Regions from separate parts of the Anser cygnoides genome. Here region 2 is linked to region 1. The links are chromatin contacts, called in public Hi-C maps. All regions are on one chromosome and are shown on one strand. The core of a region is the stretch at or near the end of the contact, and the rest is flanking DNA. Distances in the headings are between cores, read along the strand shown.

The links. A called contact is a pair of places that touch in the nucleus more often than the background predicts.
Region 2: a Hi-C map of liver shows a contact between it and region 1, with 5 times the contacts expected there. The contact joins the promoter of KCNJ11 here to the enhancer-like site in region 1. A contact is called at or near these places in 2 of 7 Hi-C or Micro-C datasets (both in liver).

Annotation. Positions count from the first base shown.
Region 1 is chr5:5,036,456-5,042,682 of Taihu_goose_T2T_genome, forward strand. It overlaps SOX6 (SRY-box transcription factor 6), which reads right to left. Exons shown (of 19, transcript XM_066997638.1): 19 at 1,908-6,227. Among named protein-coding and RNA genes, the nearest start is that of SOX6, 410 kb to the right of the region's middle. Within about 2 kb of position 3,721, at least 2 of the 3 cell types and tissues checked have open chromatin away from gene starts, as enhancers often do. A contact at or near this core is called in liver, where this site is marked.
Region 2 is chr5:5,775,423-5,781,649 of Taihu_goose_T2T_genome, forward strand. KCNJ11 (potassium inwardly rectifying channel subfamily J member 11) reads right to left here and starts at 2,523. Exons shown (of 1, transcript XM_066997205.1): 1 at 507-2,523. The coding sequence starts at 2,397. The coding sequence ends at 1,195.

The DNA.
Region 1 (6,227 bases), core at 2,471-4,970:
CTGCGGCTGCAGCTGGCGAGCGGAGGTTGTGCTCCAAGGCTGCGTCTGGGCGCTCAGCTGGAGGGAGAACCGTGTCTGAAGGAAGGAGAACGGACCCAGGCAGCAGGAGCACCTCGGTTCTCATCTCAGCTGTGCGCTGTCACTTGTGCGGTGCCAGAGAAGTCACATGGCTTTCATGCGATACTGTGGTGGCTGGAATAATGAATGTATCTCTGAGGTCCGAGAGTCTTTGTTATAATTCGGCCAGTACTGTGATAGCTTTCTCTCTTGGTGACCTGAGGCACACACTGTGGTGTTAGCAGCATTCCTGAAGCCTAAGGTGGCCATTTAGAATGATAACAAGGCTGGTGCGTGGAACCCAGCACGGCAAAGTTTCTCAGAGGCAAGGAGACCACATGGTGCCAGCACAAGGGCAGGCTGCTCCTTGGGCACCTGTGGCCTCCAATGCTACCTTCTCCAGAAGACTGTTGCACACTGGACACAGGACACTGGCCTGTGTGGTACAATTGATTGTATTTTTTTAGACTGACATCTAGAGCTGTCAAATAATCATTTTGTCTCTTACTGCTGTAGGAAGCAGTGACTTGCTGCATGCCATTCCTCAGCTCACTTTTCATTGCACCTATATAACAACCCAGCTGATGGAGAACACCGTCAGTGTTTCCCAGACGACTGATCATTACTCACAGCTGCAGATTCCAGCAATGAAAGGAGACAAATCGTGTAGTAAGGCAGGGGGAGAAAAAGCTAAACTGGGGATGGCATAAGTTGACTTACGTGGAGCAATATGAAAATACATAGCAGAGGATTGGACCCTATATCAGGCCTACCGTATGAAAATAAAATCCAGGCACAATGACGTGGTGCTTCTTCTCCAGCTGCCTCTAACTCTAGTAGCTTCAGCTGGACTGACTGCTGTCCAGTGCCATCATTCTGCTTTTCAAATACACAGCATGGCCATTGCCACCTTGTGCAAATTGCTCTATATTAAGTAGTAGAAATACAGATTTTTTGCTGCCTTCCCCTCAAGAGCACTTTAGTGTTGCAGTTCAACTGAGTAACTAGTTGACTCCTTACCAGAAACCAAAGCTTAAAATGCACAAGTCAATATTTATGTATTTATTCATTATAACACATTGGTCAGCAACTTCATTCCATCCACTTTTGACCCTGAAGTATTTCATTACACAAATTTATAATGCAGTATGTCATTTTTAATAATTTCATGTATGATGCTCTCTCCAGGGAAGTAAGGATTCTTTCCCACTTAGATGTTTCAGGGTGGTTTGTGTAATAGCTGAAACTAGACTGAAATCTGATGTAATGCACAATCAAAACGTTCTGTTACATTATAGTACAGTATACTTCAATGTAATTTATTCTTTTTCTTTGAGAACCATGACTAATTACAATGTCAAAAGCCAATCATAATACACAAATGGTAGCAGTTTACAGACATGGCAATATGGCAACTACAGGGTTTTTTGTTGTCAAGTTTGGTTAGTTTGTTTAATGTTATACGCGGGGGAAAAAGGGAAGGGAAAGAAAGAAGGAACACGAGAACAGTAGAACTCAATAAAAATTCTACTGAGATTATGTTGCTACCAACAGCACTTTCTGCTTACAAAACCAGTGGTGCCCAGTGAATATTATCAAATTAAGTTGGTTATCATGCATGTCTTTTGCAGCATATGGTGTTAATGGATGTCAGAGGCTGATAAATGCCTTTGTAGAATATAAAGGCATGGGGAAGACCTTAAGAGCTGGAAGATTTCAGTTGCTGAATTTAAAGGAGGCCAGCTGAATGGACCTAGTTGCATTTTCCATCAGCTCCTCACAGTCAATCTTTAATGCGAACTTCAAGGGAATAATAAAGGATGCATAGAAGAAGTCACACACACATCTCATAAAACAAAATTTATCTTTAATTTGTAAGTGTCAACAGCAGTACAAAAGATGGAGTGATGGTGAATAGATTAAGGGTAGAGAGGACAGTCTTGAGGTAAATGAGCATAAATAGGCAGTCTTATAGACACTCCCCTGAGGGGTCTAAACCCCTGTCATGGCATATACTGAATCACCCAAAGATGACATGTTTAACATATCAGGAAAGCACCTTGTGCAAAAAAAAAAAAAAAAAAAAATCCCCCCCACCCGAAACATGTAGGTAAGGTGCCAACGTACACCAGAACATACTGTATATGGACAGTGTCTTTCAATTTTGTCTTTTCCATTAATAACTGAGGCAGAGGAGGAGAAGACTTTTAAAAGTACCACTGAATGATTATTTAATATTTAATTTACCTCACGTCAATACTGCACAACAAAATTCAAGAAGTCTGTTTATGCAATGAAGCAGAGCTAAGAATAACTATTCTCTTTTTTGTTGTTGCTGAGAACAGATTTTTTTTTTACTCAATATCCTTAGCAAACTTTTTTCTTTCTCATTTTTTTTTCTTCCTGTATCAAGAGGAGAGTGTGAGATGTGATGGCAACCTTTTAAGTTCATTTAAAAACTTTACACTGGACTGTACAAGATTTTTTTGATAAACTATTTACATTTTCAGACTTTAAAACATATTCAAAGCAGCAATAGACACTAGTTTTTCCTCTACACGCCCAAATAATCACCAGCCATGGGCCCAGGTAGGTACCTGCATTGTATATAGAATTTCTACAAAGAAAACCTGCCTGTTAAATTAGCCAGTGGGTGCCCAATAAGCAGCCCTCGCCATCAAGAGCTGCACCCACCGTGTTGCTATAGGAATCAAAGCATAGTACCTTGACAAGAGAGTCTCAGTTGTCCCATCAGCTCTACACAAACTTTACAATTTGAAACAGCAGCTAGCATGTCAGTCCAGCATGTCAGTGAATTGTGCTGATTAAATTAACATAGAGTACAATCTCACAATATACATCACAAACAAATTACAATGTCAGGAAATAAGAGTTACAGTAAGATAAGTTATGTAGTAACAGCTTATAAGCTTGTCTTAATGTAATAAAAAAATTTGTACATGGGAAATACAATAATGAATGAACATAAATGCTAAGCATTCTAGTTTGCTACAAGCTGAAGAAGGGTACAAGAAAAAAAACGTTGCTTTCTAGAAAGCAAAAAACAAATGACAAAGGAAGACAAACGGAGAATGCACACTAGCAGGTCTGCAATGTGCAGCATACAAACAGTTAAATATTTGCACATTCCCCATACTCCAAGAGCACCAAGGACCTCACTTGTGGTTTTTAGAAAGCGGAAATTACAAAGCAAGCCATGTCACTAAGTTGCTTTATAGCTTTCATATTGCCATAAATACCAATTTGATAAGTTTTCCTTTAGCCTGGTTCACCCCACCCCACCCCCTTTTTACCCAGCGTGTGAAATCTCAGAATACTTCTTTGTCACCATTTCCAACAAATCTGGTACTTAAAAAAGGGCGATGGATTAAAATGAAATATATTTGCATAAACATATATATATTTTTTTCCTTCTGTAGTAGTACATTACAGTATATCAAAAATGTAGTTTGATTTGAGAAAAATCACATATATTAATGGGTTATTTAAAAATTGTTTTGGGGGAAGTTGTTTTTTAAAGCAAAAAAGTTAAGTGTTTTGTAAAAGATCAGATGAGGTCGTATAACATTATTCTTTTAAAAGAACATGCTTAAGTGCCAACTTGAATCTTAAAAAAGCATGCAAAACTCAGAGGGTCCAAGCCCATTCATCAACGTCTCATAAAAACATGAAGAACTCTATCATACATTCTGCTGGCCGCATCTCCAGCGCAGTTGTTCGCACTGTGGACCAGTTCAGCATAGATTACCCCGCTGAACACCAACACTTTACTGGTCCTCATGACCATCACAGAAGTACTAACGTGCTTAAAAGTGATCAGGTAGGTAAGTGTTTTGCTGGGGGAGGGTGGGAGTGTTAATCCTGTAGTATGTTTTGCTAGGAAATGATTTTTGAAATGCCACATCATTGATATGACCAAAAACTGAATCCGGAAAGCCAACCCCGCGAGAGGACCATGGTTCAGATGGCACTGGGAGGTGGTTGTGTTTACACTCGGAGCAGTAACTGTCCTCAGCTGACTGCTGTACACTTTGCAATGCCGTTGTTTGCTTTGCGTTCCCAACCTGGAGCAATCCCGTTTCTGCCCTCCCCCTGCCTCACGCTGCACCTGAGTACACTGATTTAGGAGCACTTTGTGATCCCGTGTATTCCCAGCAGACAGTTGCACAAACTAAATGGTGACGCCGAAGCACACGTGCCGACCAGAACTGGGCCATTTCATCTGAGTCATTTCTCCACATAAACCTGAGCCCTGTTTTTATCAAGCATGAAGTGAACTATTCTAGCTAGGTATCAGACTGTTTCAGGAGTGTTCTTCACTTGAAAATAAGTATTTGCTAATTTTCCAAAAAGAATATATATTGTATCTGTTAATTAAATAAACTGTTTGTTCACAGAGAAAATAGTATTACTATATTTTTGCATTACCTGAATGGAATTGGTATTTTTTTCAGTCAGCGTTATTAAGGGGGGTTCAAACACAACAGTTAAAAAGGAACTCCATATGTCCTCTTTGTATTTTGTGGGAACTTTTTTGCCTAGTCTTATAGCCTAATATGACAGTAGTATGATTTAATTAATGTAGAAAATAAAGGTTTGATATTACTAAGTCTTGATTGCATTGCAAGGACCATCTTAGTCATGACAATCTTTCCAGGAATATGCTTTTGACTTCCAAACGCCATTCTTGTTAAGAATTAAAATATTACATCAGTTTTACTTGGATTCAGAAAACTAACTGTTGTTTCCTATCAGCTGTATCAGAAACTTGGCATGTTTAATGTATCAACTTGCTAAGAAAGGAAAAAGTATTCTGTGTTTGTGGGATATGCTATCAAAAAACAGTGAGAGCACAAGTGAGGCAACTTGCTGTCCCAGCTACAGGTCCACAATACTGCGCTCACACTGCAGGTGGAAATTCAGCATCTACATGAGGTACAGTGACTTGTCAGCATTTAATATGGACCAACATACACTGATATAGAACAAAAGTAAATACATAACTTATACTTCACTAAGTATCCATGAACAAAAAATAAAATTCTATTTCCTATGTTATATTTACACAATTTAAAAAAAATCTAAAATGAGATGGTAATTTCATCAAAAACTTTGTTTTGAGCTCCGATTAATAAAGTAAAAATGGTGTTTTTTATCCTTATGATTGTCCTTCCTTGATTTCTACTGACATTTTAGAGCCAATGTCGGCTAATAAATAGAATAAATGCTCATATGCACAATTCAAATTCAAATATGTTCCTCCCTCTTCCCCAGCCAATAAACGCAATTTTACCAGCTGGCGATTCCTGAACAGCCAGTCATTTTCAAGAATGTGGCTTTAACATAGAGAGCATCAGCACTGAGGCAGGGCTGGAGCTAAAACAAAGTGTTCATACATACATGTATTTTGCATAAATAAATGAAATAACAAGACATAAAAAATGACTCAAATCCGGCAACTGTGAGGCAGGCCCACACGAGTCGAAACAGATGACTTTTGTTCATGTAGTTTTCGTACAACAGTTTCACATTAGTCAGAAGTGATAAAAAATACCATTTATATCCAGTGCTTATAACACTTACGAAACAACATCTGTGAGTGTGTGTTTTTTTGTACTACAAGCAAAATCAAGTTTCAGTCCTAAAGAACAGTCCTTTGTTCTCCACAAGCCTGCAGAATATTATTTTGGCATGGTCATAAAATTTAAAAAAATTAACCAACTAATCTAAATGTTTGCCTTTGTGCAAAAAAATAATTACATAAAATACAATGCTAGCAATACAGCATTCTACCGATGCAACAAAACCAGAAAAAAAAAAAAAAAAGAGAGAGCAAGAGAGAAAAAGTCACATGGGGGGAAGGGAGAGATACTTCTAATTATGTAATTATGTAAGACATTAATAAATAGTCTTTTTTTTTTTTTTTCTTTTTAAGGAAATAATGATACCCTCCCCCCAATCTGAGCTGAATGTATTAAAAACAGTTCAAATTACCAAGCAACTGTTAGAACAAAAACCACTTTCTATCAGTACCTTAGCCAGCTTAAAGAGGGCGCTCACCAGCTAACGACACAGCATATGCCTTTAAAGTCTTGGCTAGACCAGTTTATTGCTTATTAGACATGGACTCAGAATACGTTTAAATAAAT
Region 2 (6,227 bases), core at 1,273-3,772, 740 kb after region 1:
GATCACCTGCTCTTGAATTCAACTAAAAACCACGGCAGGCACCAGCCGTGTAGAGAGGTCAGGATGTTAAATGAGGAAACCATTTCCTCAGCAGTAGTTTTTTGTGACACAACATCCCTGAAGTGACCACGTTGTCTTACACATCCCTCCTGTCCCTAAGCAGAAAACCTCTGCTTCTTTCACAAAAGGGAAAGGACTAAGCAGTTTTGCCCACTGAATGCAGATATATTCCAGCATACAGCACTGCCCTTTCAGCTAAAATATCTAATTCTATTTATATTTCCTGATTATCTAACAGAATTCACTCTGACCTAAAGCAGAGATTAATTTTTTTACTGGGTATCCCATTGCTGTGTGGCTCAGTGTGTGGAAGGAGGGGCCATTCCTCCTCTCCCTTCAGACAATAAGAATACAGATTTTTTTCCTATTTATAATTAATCTCAGTTCTGCTGCTCTTTTTAAAGGCAACTCATTGCTTACTATCAGAAATATGCAGTCCAAAAAGGTATTCTTGAATGTTTTATTTGGGAAGTGTAAAGGGTTTTAAAATAAACAAAATTAAATATTCAAATACATTTCATATTGCATGTAGTAGGAGTGGCTTCATACAATACAATATGGATGAAGCAAATCCAGCAGTTAATTTCTTTAAGACATAGAGTGTAATAGCATAAACAGTCCTAGATCTGGTCTTACGTCATGTATAGCACTGCCTGACCTTTTTGTTATCATTTAAATTCAGCTGACTTTATTAATTATTTTATTTTGCTATATTATATATGATTGTTCAAGTTAGAAAAATACAGTTAAAATCTACCGACTTTAGGACATACACTGCAAGACCCTAAGTACTGCAATCTCCGAGAATAAATATACATTTATTTTTTGAGAAAAATATGTAATTACCTGCAGATTAATCAATACAAAATGATCGTGCAACTAAATACGACAGTCTGAACTGAAATTTAAAGCTGCAGATCATGATTTTCCTACTCATACAGTGCTGCTTGAAATCTCTTGCACCTTTAAAAAAATATAATTAGCTTTAGATTTATCCCACAATAAATAACACCAGAACATACCTTGTTCTACCAACCTGAATTTTAAAAAAAGCAACAGAGGCCACCTCAGTGTTTTGAGTTTATGAGATCTTTCAGACACAAAGCCCTAACAGAGCTTCCCCGTCAAAAGGCATCAGGAAGGCTCATCGGTTATGGTGAACTTGGGCTTTAGCTTGACAGACCTCTTCCTTATGGTGCCTTTCGGGGATAATGGCATGGTGTCCATGATGCTCCTGTCCTCCTCCAGCTGCCTGGCAGTGCATGAAGGGGTGGGCACTTTCACTGTGTTGCCAAATTTAGAATAGTCCACAGAGTATCGCCCATCTTCCTCTGCCACTATGGGCACGAATCTTTGGCCCCAGAGGATTTCATCTGCCAGGTAGGAGGTTCTGGCTTGAGTGGTGATGCCGGTGGTCTCCACCACCCCTTCCAAGATGACGATGATCTCCAGATCCTCATGGTGGTGCAGGTTCACAGGGGAGATGTCGTAGAGGGGGCTGTTCTTGTCTATCACGTGGTAGATGATGAGTGGGGAGACGAGGAAGATGCTGTTGCCCCCCACGGGGTTCTCCATCTGGATGTCGATCTGGTTGAGGGGCACCACCTCCCCCTCCAGGCTGGCCGTCTTCTTCACCACCTGCATGCGGATGGTGGCGCTGATGATCATGCTCTTCCGGAGGTCGCCCACCCTCAGCATGAAGCAGAGCTTGCCCTCCCGCAGGGCGATGACCGCGTGCTTGCTGAAGATGAGGGTCTCGGCACGGCGGTGGGCCTGCGAGGTCTTCATGAAAATGCAGCCCAGCATAATGGCGTTGATCACCAGCCCCACGATGTTCTGCACAATCAGCACCAGGATGGCGGCCGGGCACTCCTCCGTCACCATGCGTCCCCCGAAGCCGATGGTCACCTGCACCTCGATGGAGAAGAGGAAGGCGGAGGTGAAGGAGTGGATGCTGGTCACGCAGGGCACAAAGCCGTCCGGGACCCCCTCCGCCGCCCTGGCCGGGTCCCGCTGCAGCCGAGTGCTGTGGTCCAGGTCTCCGTGGGCGAAGGCGATGAGCCACCAGACCATGCCAAAGAGCAGCCAGCTGCAGAGGAAGGACATGGTGAAGATGAGCAGCGTGTGGGGCCACTTGAGGTCCACCAGCGTGGTGAAGACGTCCTGCAGGAACCTGCCCTGCTCGCGGATGTTCTTGTGGGCCACGTTGCAGGCGCCGTTCTTGCCCACGAAGCGCGCCCGCCGCTCCCGGGCTCGGTACCGGGCGTGCTCCGGCACATCCTCCGCCAGCCGGGTCAGCACGTACTCCTCGGGGATGATCCCCTTCCTCGACAGCATGGCTCCCCGCCGCCGCTCCGCCGCTCAGCGCCGCCCCATGCCCGCTCCCGCTGCCGCCGGGGGCGGGGGCCGAACGGGCTCACGGCGCCGCCGCAGCGGGGAAGGGACGGGGCCGCCAGGCGGCGCCCCGGAGGCCGCGACCGGCCGAGCCCGGCCCCACACGCCGAGGTTCTCGGCGTGCGGGGCCGGGCTCGGCCGGTCGCGGCCTCGGGGGTGGCGGTCGGCGAGCCGGGAACGGCCCCGGGGCGCTGAGGGACGAGGCGCTGAGGGACGAGGCGCTGAGGCGGCGCCCCCTGCGCGCGCGCGCGGAGCTCCGCGTAACGGTCCGCGGGTAACGGGCGCCGCTCCCGATCGTCGTCCCGGGGGGAAACGGCTCCCCGGTGAGCGCCGGGGGCGTTTCTCGTTACGTTTTTACCCCAGGTTTACCTCAGGAAAGGGGAGCGCGGGCGGTGCGAGCGTCCCCCCCGGCCTCTGGAAGCCGTTTCTGTCAATATTTGCTCGAGGTCGGACTCGCCGCCAGTTGCTGGCTTCCATTAGCGCCGGCTACCCGGCGTGATTGCAGGTCGGGTGATAATTGGGTGAAACTGAGGGGAAAATGATTTGGGGGATTCTCTGTAAAATGAAATCTTCAACAGAAGGAAAAAAAAAAAAAGTCTCGAATTCCTGCAATTTGCCTATGCATTTTGGTGTAAGCTTATAGCTAATGAGAAATTCAGGCAGGGAGTGGGAAGAAACTTGCTTGAAGAGGCCAAGGCCGAGGGTGTAATGGTTAAAAAGAGATCTGGAATTAAAGGGCTCATTCCCACTCACTCTCATGAAATTTGCCAGCGTTATTCAGCCTTACTAAGGAAGGCTTTTTCTGAACCAAGGATCTGGTGAAATGACTTGAGCTGTAATGGCAGCTGACATCTCAGGAAAATGTCTACTGCCTAAATAGTGGTAAAAGTTGCAAAGGAGTGAGCTGGCTGCAAATCGTTAACCCGTGGTGACAAAGACACCAAAATTGCCAGAAGGCAGAACAAAAAGAGGCAGGACACAAGAACTTGCGTGTAATGGTATGGTGCTGGTGTGCGTATAAATACATATATATGTGTACAGATAAGGGCATGTCTTTGGGACAAGATGGGTTATTTAAAAACACTCTGACATTTTTGTCGTGCTGATTAAATAGCAATATTCTCCATCGTGTTTACTTACTCTGATTAAGTATTTTCTTTCTATTTCAGTCTAGACACCAAAGTTGTAGGTTTGCTAAAGCATCCTAGCATATTCTGGATAAGGGTTTTTTTCTTAAGTGCTAGTGGATTTAATACTGTGTTTTTCTAATTGCGTGTGTTGGTGGACTTTCCCTTCAGTTTTGGCTCTTAAGTGCTCTGGTGTACACGGTAAGCAGTTATTGATTGCGGGGGCAATGCAATTGCCCAGCTGCTGGCTGGGAGCCAGCCAGGTGAGGAGGTTGGAATTAACTTTCACCACCAACAGCTGCTAACTGTAGCCTACTAAGGGATATCAGAATTAGTATTTTCTAAATAATCATTTTGAGGTCTCTAAGCAAGCATTATAGGACTTGTAATTAATTGCTTACTGTTATTTGAGGCTATTTCTACTACTGCTATTCTACTATGACTAGTTGCATGTCCTTGGACGCTAATGTTCTTTCTGACAGGATTGATTTCCCAATACTCCACTTTTTCTCTTGTTCTGGGTCACCTTTCTAGCTGCTTTGATAAATAATACTGAAATGACAACAAGGTGTCCTGGAACCTGGCTGCCAGGCTGCTGAACTTGGCCAAAGATACTTCTTCTCTGTATTGTTTTCTCTGCTAGACACTTTGTGTGTTCTTGCTGTGAATATGCCACCTGCACCAAACAAAACAAAAGGCTAAAATTTAAATGCTCCAAGTACATGGTTTGTATATACAATTTAACTTTAAAAATGATCTTTTGTACTTTTTTCCTAAACATTTGAAAAAAAAAAAAGCAATCTGAAACATTACTTCTGAAAAGTGCGATTCTCCGAGGGCAGCTCACAGTTATTTCCAGCACTTCTGAAGTGATCATAAAGAGGCTCTGCACCATCATGTAGTAGTAGTACGTACTGGTAGCATGTCACTCTTTTACAGAGATGGAAACAGACATGCCTTTGCTGCACTTTTTTTCTTGCTTTTCTCTCAGCGTTGTCTTATTCTGTACCTCTTCCTCCAGAGGGCGGCAACTACATGAGTGTAGAATGAAAAAAATGCATCAAGGTGGCAGTGTGTTTTAAAGCCCATGTATCAGAAAGGTGAATTGCTTCCTAGGCTGGTGCTAGGAATGACCCGTGCAGCCTACTGCAGCAAGGAGTGCTGCATGAACATGTTTACCCTGTTGGTTTAAGGAATCCTGAACTCTATAGTGCTAGAAGGGTGTTCCCTTGTTTCCCCTTCTGTTCTTTATTGGGACTGTCATCTTCCACTTACCTTCTTTTCCTTCACTGTTTCCTATCCAGCACTTGTTGGTTTAGTTAGGACAGGAAGGCAAGTGGCTTCTGCTGAAGAATTTCTAGAGCAGAACGAAAAGAAGCCCTGTCTTTGTGGATCAAGTGACAGATACTTAAAGGAGAAAAGTGACAGATCTTTGGTGTGAGCCAACATATTTGTGTTAAGAGCTGCTGAACAAATTGGGCTCACAGGAACAAACCCACACTTGAAGGCTGTAGTGTGGAATCATGCAGGGTACATTGTTTTCATCCATGAAATAGTTTTTACATTTCAAAACATTTTCTTCTGCTTTTTCCTAATTTAATGACTACCAATAAGATATTACTATAACTATTAACTTAAAATTGATTTGGCACCTGTGGAAATAGACCTTTGTTTCAAGGGTTATGTGGTGCTAGCCTAACCTGAACTAAGCCTCACAAATGCCCTCGCTGTATGAGCAGGGAAACAGAGCAGAGATCAGAGCTGGCCATTCAAAATCGCAGAGGAAGGCATGAGCAGAGATGGAAGAGGGCTAATGTGGCAGGCACGCTGTGCTTCTTGGCCTTCCAAGAAAACAGCATTCCCTTAGAAATGAGTGCAACAGGATGAAGTGGCTGTGGTGAGACAAGGGGATAAAGACAAAAAGATGTTTGTGGAGTGGAAGTCTTTATGGAAGGCAGCAGGGTGGAAAAAGCCCTGGTTGCATTGCCAGGGGCAGCCTATCCTGCCAACATCTTTGGGACTGAGCCAAGCCCCATGCTAGAGGAGAAATAGGGTCTAGATGTGACAGCTCCCCATCCTCACATGGCTGCTCTGGGGCTGTCTTGTTCTCATCTAGTGCAATACTTTGCTTAGTAATGCGCTATTGCTGTGCTTTGTATGTTTGTGAGCCTGATTCAACAGGGACTTCTGGACCATCCGACCCAAAGCAACAGGTTAAAAGACCCAATAACAGCAGTGAGCTTTCCATCATCTCTGACTTTACAGCTCCCACCATTGAATAATCTTTTTAGATATGGCTTCTGCTCACTGTTGAGACGCCAAGCCTTTGGAGTTAGGGAGCACAAACTCTCTGGGATTTGGCCCCATATAAACAGGTAAAAATACACTGAGGAAACATAAAATGTCTTCTGTCCAAGTGGCAGCTAAGAGGCCTCTATGTTCACACATTTATCTGGTAGTGTGATACCATGAAAAAGATGTATAATATTTGGCTACAAACCAACTCTCATACCCTGCTGTCCTGCAATGATGCCTTATGAAATGTAAGCCCCATTTACAATGGAAACCTACCCCCAATTACAAAGTCACTTGCACTTTACGATCTTATGTTTTATAACTTCAAGATCTAATACGGTCTTCCACTTC